3 separate regions of the Zea mays genome follow, and regions 1 and 2 are each linked to region 3. The links are chromatin contacts, called in public Hi-C maps. All regions are on one chromosome and are shown on one strand. The core of a region is the stretch at or near the end of the contact, and the rest is flanking DNA. Distances in the headings are between cores, read along the strand shown.

What was found. Hi-C and Micro-C count contacts between places; a contact is called where the count stands out from the background.
Region 1: a Hi-C map of leaf shows a contact between it and region 3, with 6 times the contacts expected there. The contact joins the promoter of LOC103643706 here to the promoter of LOC100281419 in region 3. A contact is called at or near these places in 3 of 25 Hi-C or Micro-C datasets (ear, leaf and tassel) and 1 of 3 datasets of contacts at active chromatin or transcription factors (seedling).
Region 2: a Hi-C map of endosperm shows a contact between it and region 3, with 4 times the contacts expected there. The contact joins the promoter of LOC100192984 here to the promoter of LOC100281419 in region 3. A contact is called at or near these places in 4 of 25 Hi-C or Micro-C datasets (bundle sheath, ear, endosperm and 1 more).

The regions. Positions count from the first base shown.
Region 1 is chr1:258,836,091-258,839,239 of Zm-B73-REFERENCE-NAM-5.0, reverse strand. It overlaps LOC103643706 (F-box/LRR-repeat protein At3g48880), which reads right to left and starts at 1,534. Exons shown (of 2, transcript XM_008666878.3): 1 at 1,012-1,534; 2 at 1-902. The coding sequence starts at 1,397. The coding sequence ends at 404.
Region 2 is chr1:258,321,319-258,324,140 of Zm-B73-REFERENCE-NAM-5.0, reverse strand. It overlaps LOC100192984 (Speckle-type POZ protein), which reads right to left and starts at 1,305. Exons shown (of 1, transcript NM_001138156.1): 1 at 1-1,305. The coding sequence starts at 1,261. The coding sequence ends at 182.
Region 3 is chr1:258,577,704-258,580,551 of Zm-B73-REFERENCE-NAM-5.0, reverse strand. It overlaps LOC100281419, which reads left to right and starts at 1,341. Exons shown (of 9, transcript NM_001361494.1): 1 at 1,341-1,515; 2 at 2,322-2,454; 3 at 2,560-2,848. The coding sequence starts at 2,399.

The sequences.
Region 1 (3,149 bases), core at 285-2,784, 260 kb before region 3:
CAAAAAATGCGTCCAAAAAAAAGACCCCGCTCACTTTAAAAGTCGTGTGCAACCCATGAATTGGTACTTCTAAGGGCTGGTCGGTTTGTAGAGACAGTCCCTTGCTCGGTTTCTGGAGATAGTACCTTTATTTTATTTTATTTTAATCTCTAAATTAATAAATATGAAAGGTAAAGTTTTATTTTAGTTTTCGTATTTAACATTTTAGAGACTAAAATTAAATAAAATAATAGACTAAAAATTATTTTTAGAAACCAAACGCCTCTAAATACAATAATAATAGTATAATTCCCCTGCTCATACAATAGAATGAAATCCAAACTGCATTAATTATGTTGTGTACTTATGTGTGGGCTCTGTCACTTAGCAGCCGCGCCGCGACCGCGAGCACCAGCGACAGAGATCACATCACGTCAACGTAGGACGAGTCGCAGAAACCGCCACCGCCGGGGAACTCGTCGTCTAGTTCGTCCACCAGCTTCGACCCTCCGACGTCGAACCGCAGGATCCTGGCCCCGTGCCTGAGCACCTCCTCGTCCTCGTCGTCGAAGCCAACGCAGCTGCGCGCGCTGAACTCCCGCAGGTCCCTGCAGGCGGCGAGGATGGCGAGAAGCTGCTCCTTGGGCAGGTAGGAGCGGTCGACGCAGAGGGAGCGGAGCCTGGGCAGGGAGCGCGCCAGCGCCGCGGCGTCCTCGCGCTTGAAGGCCCCCGAGGTCTTGAGGCTGGCGAAGGCCGGGCAGTGCAGCGCGACCTGCGCGGCGAGCGCCGGGAAGGAGGAGGACGACGGCTTTGTCTCCAGCTCCAGATGCTCCAGCAGCGGCCACCGCGGGACGAGGTCCGGCAGGCGCGCCTCGTCGCCGACCGTCAGGTGCGGGAGCGCCAGGCGCCGCAACCTGGGGCACCTGCTCGACGCCGAAGCATGTGAGACGCGTGCTCGTGCGAGGTGGCAGCAACAGCAAGAGCAACCATACAGAGGCGAGGCGTGCGCAGCAGGCAGACAGAGGCACTAACCGGAGCGAAATGTGGTCGATCTCGTGCGCCGGCTCGGCGAGGAGCGGCGGGAGCGCGACGTCCTCGGCGGAGCCGCGCGCGCGCCACACGCAGATCCTGAGGAAGCCCGCGAGCGAGAAGCCGCGCACGGCGTAGCGGCGCGCGAAGGCGGCGGCGAGCGCGCCCCAGGGCATGAAGCGCGCGACGTGGTCCCGGCGCAGGTCGAGGGCGCGCCACAGGGACGGTTCGGCGGCGGCCCGGCGCCAGCCCCGGCACACGAGCGGGGCCGCCGCCGCCAGGTCCTCCAGGTCGAGGCGCCCGAACACGTGAACCAGGCAGTCCGTGTCCATGTCCGCCCACGGCGCCGCGCTGGGGCCCTGGACGGACGCGGCCGACGCCGTCTCCATGGCTTGTAGTTCTTGGCGGCGAGCGATCGAGCTCGAGGAGTCGATGGGCGGCTTTACAATGCGAATGGTAAGACTTAAGAGAGAGAGAGAGAGAGAAGAATGACAGATATATAGAGGCAGCCGCCCCCGCCTTTACAAAGCTGCCGTGGTCGGACCGGTCTCGCGAGCCATTCTATATATATATATATCTCTCTCTCTTGTTTTTCGTTTTCTCCCCCTCTTTTCGTCCATTATCAAATACGATACGCATACGCCGTAGGCATGACATGAACAATACAGTGCTCACGCTAGGGCCTGCATAAATTGCATAATTAAGCCCATGCGTCATATTCGTATACGTAAGATACTAGCGAAATACGGCTCGTTGTGTACGTTTTTGTACAATTGTACTAGTTTTTTTTGAAAGGGTTTTCCTACTAGTTGAAATGGAGAGACGGCCGTTCTACTATCTTTTACTGAATGGGTCGTTAACAGCGACGCGCCCTGTACTACTGTGTCCGTGTGCTATGCATCTTGGCCATTTGACCATTGACCATGCATGCAACTTGGCCGGCCGGGCACGCACACGCACGACACGACTGGCCTGCTCCTTCTGGCTGCTGGCCTGCTGCCCAATGTGCAGTGCACACAGTGCGACGCGGTTTTCGCTTTTGCAGCATTCACTGCTGGGGACGCTCCACGTGCTTAAAAACTAAAGCCTCCGTTTTAAATTACAAGCTACTATAATTTTATCAAAATATCTCGGGTTTAGTCAAAAATTTAAAACAAATAATAGAACTATAGAATATTAAACAAGAATGCTGTAAAATAATCAATATAAAATATAAGGTACTTATTTAATATTATAAGTGTTATTATTATATAAGATTAATTGCATTTAAAATATTTTCACTCTATAAAATAAAATCGAATGAAGGGTGTATATGTGTCCCGGGACCGAGGCATGTCAGGATAAAAACAGAAATATATAAAGGGCACATGCGGCCCTGCTTAGGTCTAGTCAAAACTTTAGGATTGATTTGGTGACCAGAGAATTAAAGTTAATCTATAGAGATGAAACCTTTCTCTATTTAAAATTGAAGAGCAGGAGATTTCCTTCCTTATGGATCCCTTCCAATTCCCTAATCACCAAAACAACTCTCAAAAATAAAAATTAGTCACTACTCCATCCGTCTCAAAATAAAATTGGTTTTAACTCTTAATTTTTATGTCTATATTCAATATTTTATTTTAGGACAGGTGGAGTATTATACCAATTTATAATTTGTTGACTTTTATGTATCAAGTTTAGTCGGCTTGTCTTATTCAACGTTTTTGCAAAAAAAAAATGCAAAGCTATGCTTAAAGTACATTATATACTAAACAGTATCACAATAAAAATTAATAAAAATTATGATTTTTTGAATAAAATGAGCCGATCAAACTTTGTGTAAAAAATCAAACGAATTGTAAATTGGAACAGAGAAAGTAATATTTAGTTTAGTCAACTAAAGTTTTATTATATACTCACTCTGTCCCAAAATAGTCTTGGTTCCATGTATATATTCAAATAAATGATAATGAATCTGAACAAATATAAAACACATACGTCAAGTATTGTATAAATACATTAACACCCCAAAACGAATTTTAATTTGGAGGGAGTATGTGTTGTTTGCAGCTCCATGGATACATGTTAGTCCTATACTTCTATTACATGAGTTTACCGGATTAATTAATGGACTACTTGATAGTTGTTAGAACTTGTTTAGA
Region 2 (2,822 bases), core at 56-2,555, 260 kb after region 3:
CCGGTACACATAACTAAACTCACTGTTCATAGCACCAAGACACAAGCTGCTTAGTGTAGCTTGCCGCCAAAATGATCCTACATATATAAAGGATACAATGTCTTGGGGTACCTATATATATAAGACTAAAACATAGGAGGACTTTGTCAAGATTTGCTGTTACACGCCACCTCTTTTTAGTTCAAGTCGGAACAAATTTGGAGAACAGTTCTTTCAGAAGGCTGGGACAGCTAACTGTCAGGTGGTCAAACCCATCTGTTTCCATGAATGCACCAAGAGTCGCAGCGGAGCTTAGTAACGCGAAGCACGCATCCTTAAGCCCATGGCAGTTGTGCTTTTCAGCTAAAGCCAGGATGGTCGCAGCGGAGCCCGTATCGATATACCTGCACAGCTTATCTTCACAGATCAACTTCAGCCTCTCCAGGTCATACCGGTCAGCGGCGACGAGCAGATGCTGGGCCATCGCACATCCCTCCCCATCCTTCGTCTCTGGCAGGGTGTCCGTGTAGATGAAGGTGAGCAGCGCGTCGAACACCTCCGGCTCCATGTCGTCAATGCGTATGGCGTTGGTGGTTGTGCTCTCTCTCATCGGACCAAAGAGCTCGGCTTTGAACACCGGCGACCGTGTCGAGAGAACAAGCCGATGGGCGGAGAATGTCTGCCCGCCGATTCGGAATTTGACGTCGGCGCCTTCCTTGCTCAGCAGGAGATCAGCGTAGTGCCGGTGCATGTCGGACGGCGGCACGACCACTGACGGCATTGCCACGGTTTGGATGTCGCTCATGATGGTCACATCGAACCTGACGGTGAAGGAGTCATCCCTGAGATGCTCGGATTCCTCCAGAGCTTTCCTCTCGATGAACTCTGGGTATCCCCAGCTCCCTTTCTCAGCGAAGTCCACGAATGTTGTGACTTGGGTGTACGACGGCACCGGCTCCCCGTCCTGGTCGAGTAAACTGATGGTGACCTGCGCCTTCACTGCCTTGCCGGCTACTGCACCATGCATAGTGAGAAACAACGATATGAAGTTGACGTTGTCGGCGGAGTTCCCATTGGGGTAATACTGCACGAACCAGGTGTGGCCTCCCAGGCAGAAATGGCGGGACTTGATGACCTGGCAATTGGGGACCTCCTTAGTGCGGGAATAGAACACGATCTTAAGCACGTGGGAGCCGGTCACAGCGCCGGCGACGATGGCGGAGTGGGAGCCGTTGCCGCTCCCACTATAGCCAGCGGCGGGACAGGGAGAAGATCCCGGCATGGACGGCAACAACGTAGGGCACTGGCGGCGGCGCGCCTCGATCGGTTGGGTCGGGTGGGCGGCGGCAGCGGAGGGGGGATTGGGAGGGTTTTGCCGGTTCTACTTCTACCGTTTTGCCTTTTTTATCACGGAGAAAACTGTTGGATCCTCTGGCAGTCTGGCGTGCTAGGAGATCGTACCAAGCCCACTCGTCGTGCGGCCCATGGTCGGGTCCGACGACTACCGGGCCTGTGTCAGCCCAGCCTGAGGCCCGTGTCGTGTTAAGCTGCAGGAAAGGTCTACGATGCAAGCATCAAGCACGAACTATCTCGACTATTTTAATGCAGCACTTTAATACATGCATGGATTCGTGTGTTGTACGTAGGGATGTGAATATAGGGTCAACTTTTTCGACCAGCACGAGCACGACCTGAAAACAGGAGCCTAAAGCACAGCTTAGTATAAAATAACATGGACATGACTACCACGATCTAAAGGCGGGTGGGTTTGGACCGGGCCTCAAATTCCGACCTGTCGGACCCTGACACAGCTCGCACAGATGAGTCAGGCTTGGGCCGACACGGCCTAATGAAGCCCATGTTGTTTAATTTTTTAAATTAGTAAGTTATAGACTTTATATTATTGTGATATTTAGATTTTATATGGTCAAATGATGTTTGTATTGTTTAATATCTTTAATTTATTAAGCTATTGGCTTTACATGGTTGCGATATTTTGATTTTATGTGGTCAAATATATGGGTCGGACTTGGACCGACACGATCCAATAAAGACACGACGTAATTAGGGCTAGGCCGGAGTACACTTTAGACTGACACGGCACAACCTAAAAAAATTTAGGCTTTCTTAGCCCGAACCCGTTTAGCACGAAGCACGATGAGCTCGAGCTGGCCTGGTCCGGCCCGTTCCTATTCTTAACACTAGTCGTACGTCCCTGATCCACAAGCGCGCGAGCGCGTCGCACCCTACCTCTGAGCACGATAAACACCGCAACCGCTAGTAGAAATCCAATAATACCAAAGGCCTCGCTGCACCTCAACCCTCATCCCGCCTCTCGCAATGTTTGCTATGGTCGTGTCTAGTGCTGGGAATCTGGGCCGGGCTTTTCGGGCCAGCACGAGCACGGCCCGAAAATAAGAGCCCAAAGCACGGCCCAGCACGAAATAATATGGGCCGGGCTAGCACGGCCTAAAGGCGGGCTTGGGCCGGGCCTCAAATTCCGACCCGTCGGGCCCCGGCACGGCCCGCATAGATTGGCCGGGCTTGGGCCGGCACGGCCCAAATAAGCCCAATCTATTTAATTTCTTTAATTTAGTAAGATATCGACTTTATATTGTTGTTATATTTGAAGTTTATGTGGTTAAATGATGTTATAATTGTTTAATATCTTTAATTTAGTAAGCTATGAACTTTATATGGTTATAATATTTTCATTTTATATGGTCAAATATACGGGCCGGGCTTGGGCCGGCACGGCCCAACGAAAGCACGACGTGGTTTAGGGCCGGACCACTGTTTTTACACTTCGGTCTGGCACGACACGGCCCAAAAATTGTTTGGGC
Region 3 (2,848 bases), core at 92-2,591:
TTAAAGTAATTAAATAACTTGGGTTTTATTGGGCCGTGCCGGTCCAAGTCTGGTCCGTCTGTGCGGGCCGTGCTGGGACGACGAGCTGGAATTTAAGGCCCGACTCAAGTCTGTCTTCGGGCTGTGCTAGTCGGCCCATATTATTTCATGTTGGACTGTGTTTTGGGCTTCTGTTTTCAGACCGTGCTCGTGCTGGCAAAAAAAAAAAGTCTTGACTATATTCGCAGCACTATATATGACTGGTGGCAACAATGCTTTCTCTTTGCCGGGAGAAAACGGAGAGCAGGGGCGGGAGAGATTAACGAGGTGGAATGCCACATCCTACGTCAGTACTGGAGCAGGCAACAACCGAGAGCTGAGCTGTGCCTTCTCTAGCAGCAGTCGTCGTCAGCACAGGCGCGAGGCGAAGCACCGGCAAGGCAGAGCCGCAGATACGGTGGCCGCGCCCGACAGCAGCAGCTACCAGCGTAGACGTAGCAGCGTCCGCTCGTAGCTAGCTAGCACACAGGCCCCGTTGACCAACTCCAGCAGACTCCCTCTCCGTATCCCTAAAACGCGCGGCCAACACATTCTCTCTCCTCTCCGTATCCGTCTCCGTTTCCAGCAACACTCCCCATCCCACTCCGCATGCAGTCTATGACACCTGGGGCCCGCCAGCAGGCGCGCGCGCACGCAGAGAGCTGCGGAGAGAAGAGAGAAAGCGTGGAAATGGGGAGTCAGGGTACAGGCCGTGCGTTTTACGGAGCCGGATGCGGAGCCTGCTGGACTGATGAATAGTGTGCTAGACTCCGCAAAATACGGATACGGAGCCGCATGCGGAGTGCTGCTGGAGTTGGTCTTAGTTACTCGAAATGGTAAGTCCCGTAGTGTACCTGCGCGGTGTCGGCGCATGCGCAAAACGGCATGCACGGGCACGGCACGCGCACACCGCCTCCCGATCGTCCTCTTCTCTACTACTAAAGGATTAGTAAGGGAAGGACCGAAGGAGTACTCTTCTGGTCCGCATCATCCACATGCCGCCGCCGCCGCCGCTACGCTACGCTAGCTGCCGCTCTGCAAGGGCCCCCCGCGCGGGGCCCCCGCGGCCCTGGCTCTGCCGGCTCGATCGCCTAATCATTCGCCCCGGGCGCGGCCGGACCCCTACACCTCCTCTACCACACCGTAGCATCAGCCCATCTCGCTCCCGCTTTCCCATCGCTCTCGCGCGTCCCTGTCCGCGGGAATCCACCTCAGTCCAGCCACACCGCAATGCTGCTGCGTCTGCCTCTGCGTGCTCAACACCTCCGCTGCATAAAAGCAACCCTCCCTTCTCTCCCTCACTTCCCCGTCGCGCTGTCTACCTCTCTCTCTCTCTCATCACAGCACAGCTCCAGCTCTAGGCTGTAGAGGGTGGAAGAAGCGAGGTCGAGTCACAGAGGCCTGCAGCAACCGTCTGCGCTGAGCATCGAGGCCGCGCTCTGCAGTCTGCTGTCTGCTCTCCCTCGATAAGCCGGGTTCCAAGCTAGCTCTGCAGAGGTACTTGGTCTTTTCTGATTCTTGCTTCTCTTTCTCCCTCGAATTCTTTCTCTTCTATAATACATACTGCGCAGCTGTTCTTCTTCTCCGTCTTTTTTTTCTTACGAAATCTGATATGATACTTTCACCGTCATCCGTCCATTCTCACCGTGCAATCTCAACTTTACACTTCTTGACAGAAAGGTCCTCTGCTAAAAATTCAACGAAGCATCTGCTCTCCTCTCCTCTCCGCTGTTCTTGCTATATATCGATCGCGATTCCATTACTACGATACATAATAATAACAAAAAGAAAGAACCTTTCCGCGTGTTTGGTTGCTGCTCCTGAGCAGGCAGGTGCTTCTCCCCTCGCGAGTATGTGGGTGTCCACACCACACGCCTATCCTCCTTTTTTTTCCGCTTCTTCTCTGTTTTCTTCCCTCTTAATATATCCATCAAATCACTGTGTTAGCGTGTTATGTTCTTGCACCCCCACTGTTCACATGCCCTGCTTTCCCCCCGATCCGTGTACCCTGTTGTGGGGCCTGCGGATTTATCGTATTCCCGCGTCCTATCTCTTTTTCTTGTTGGAACAGAGCTGCCAGTCATAGCAGATAGTAGATAGAGAACAAGCATAGATTAAGTGACACACCGCTTGCTCCATCTGGGGTCAAACAGAGGCTTTTGTGTGGTGCAAGCAAGATCCTGGACAGGAGACGTCATTGTTTACTGTTTTTTTTCTCCTCCATTGACAGTTGCATAAAGGCTGGCAGCAATTTTTAAGATCATGCTTTGAGTTCCCATGCACGTTCCCCCTGCTTCTTGCAGTGTGAGCTCTGACTGAACACGAAGTGATTGGCGGCTTCTCATCGATCGATGGTTGTGTTGTGCTGGCCATCTGAGCGATGAACCAGTTCGTCCCTGATTGGAGCAACATGGGAGACACCTCCAGGCCGCTCGGGTGAGCACTACTCTGATCCCCCCCTAATTGATGATCCATGGAGACCGTGACGCGGAGAGGGAGGAAGGATAACGAAGATTCTGCTGTGTTCTTGCGTTGGTGCAGCGAAGAAGACGACCTCATCGAGCTGCTATGGTGCAACGGCCATGTCGTCATGCAGAGCCAGAGCCACCGGAAGGTGCCGCCGAGGCCGGAGAAGGCGGCGGCAGTGGCGGCTCCACCAGCCCCCGCGTCCGTGCCGCAGGAAGACGAGGGCGGCCTGTGGTTCCCCTTCGCGCTGGCCGACTCGCTGGACAAGGACATCTTCTCGGAGTTCTTCTGCGAGGCACCGACGCCGGCACCGGCGGCGGCGGATGCGGCGCCGGCGGCCTCTGGTGGTGGAACCGGCACCGAA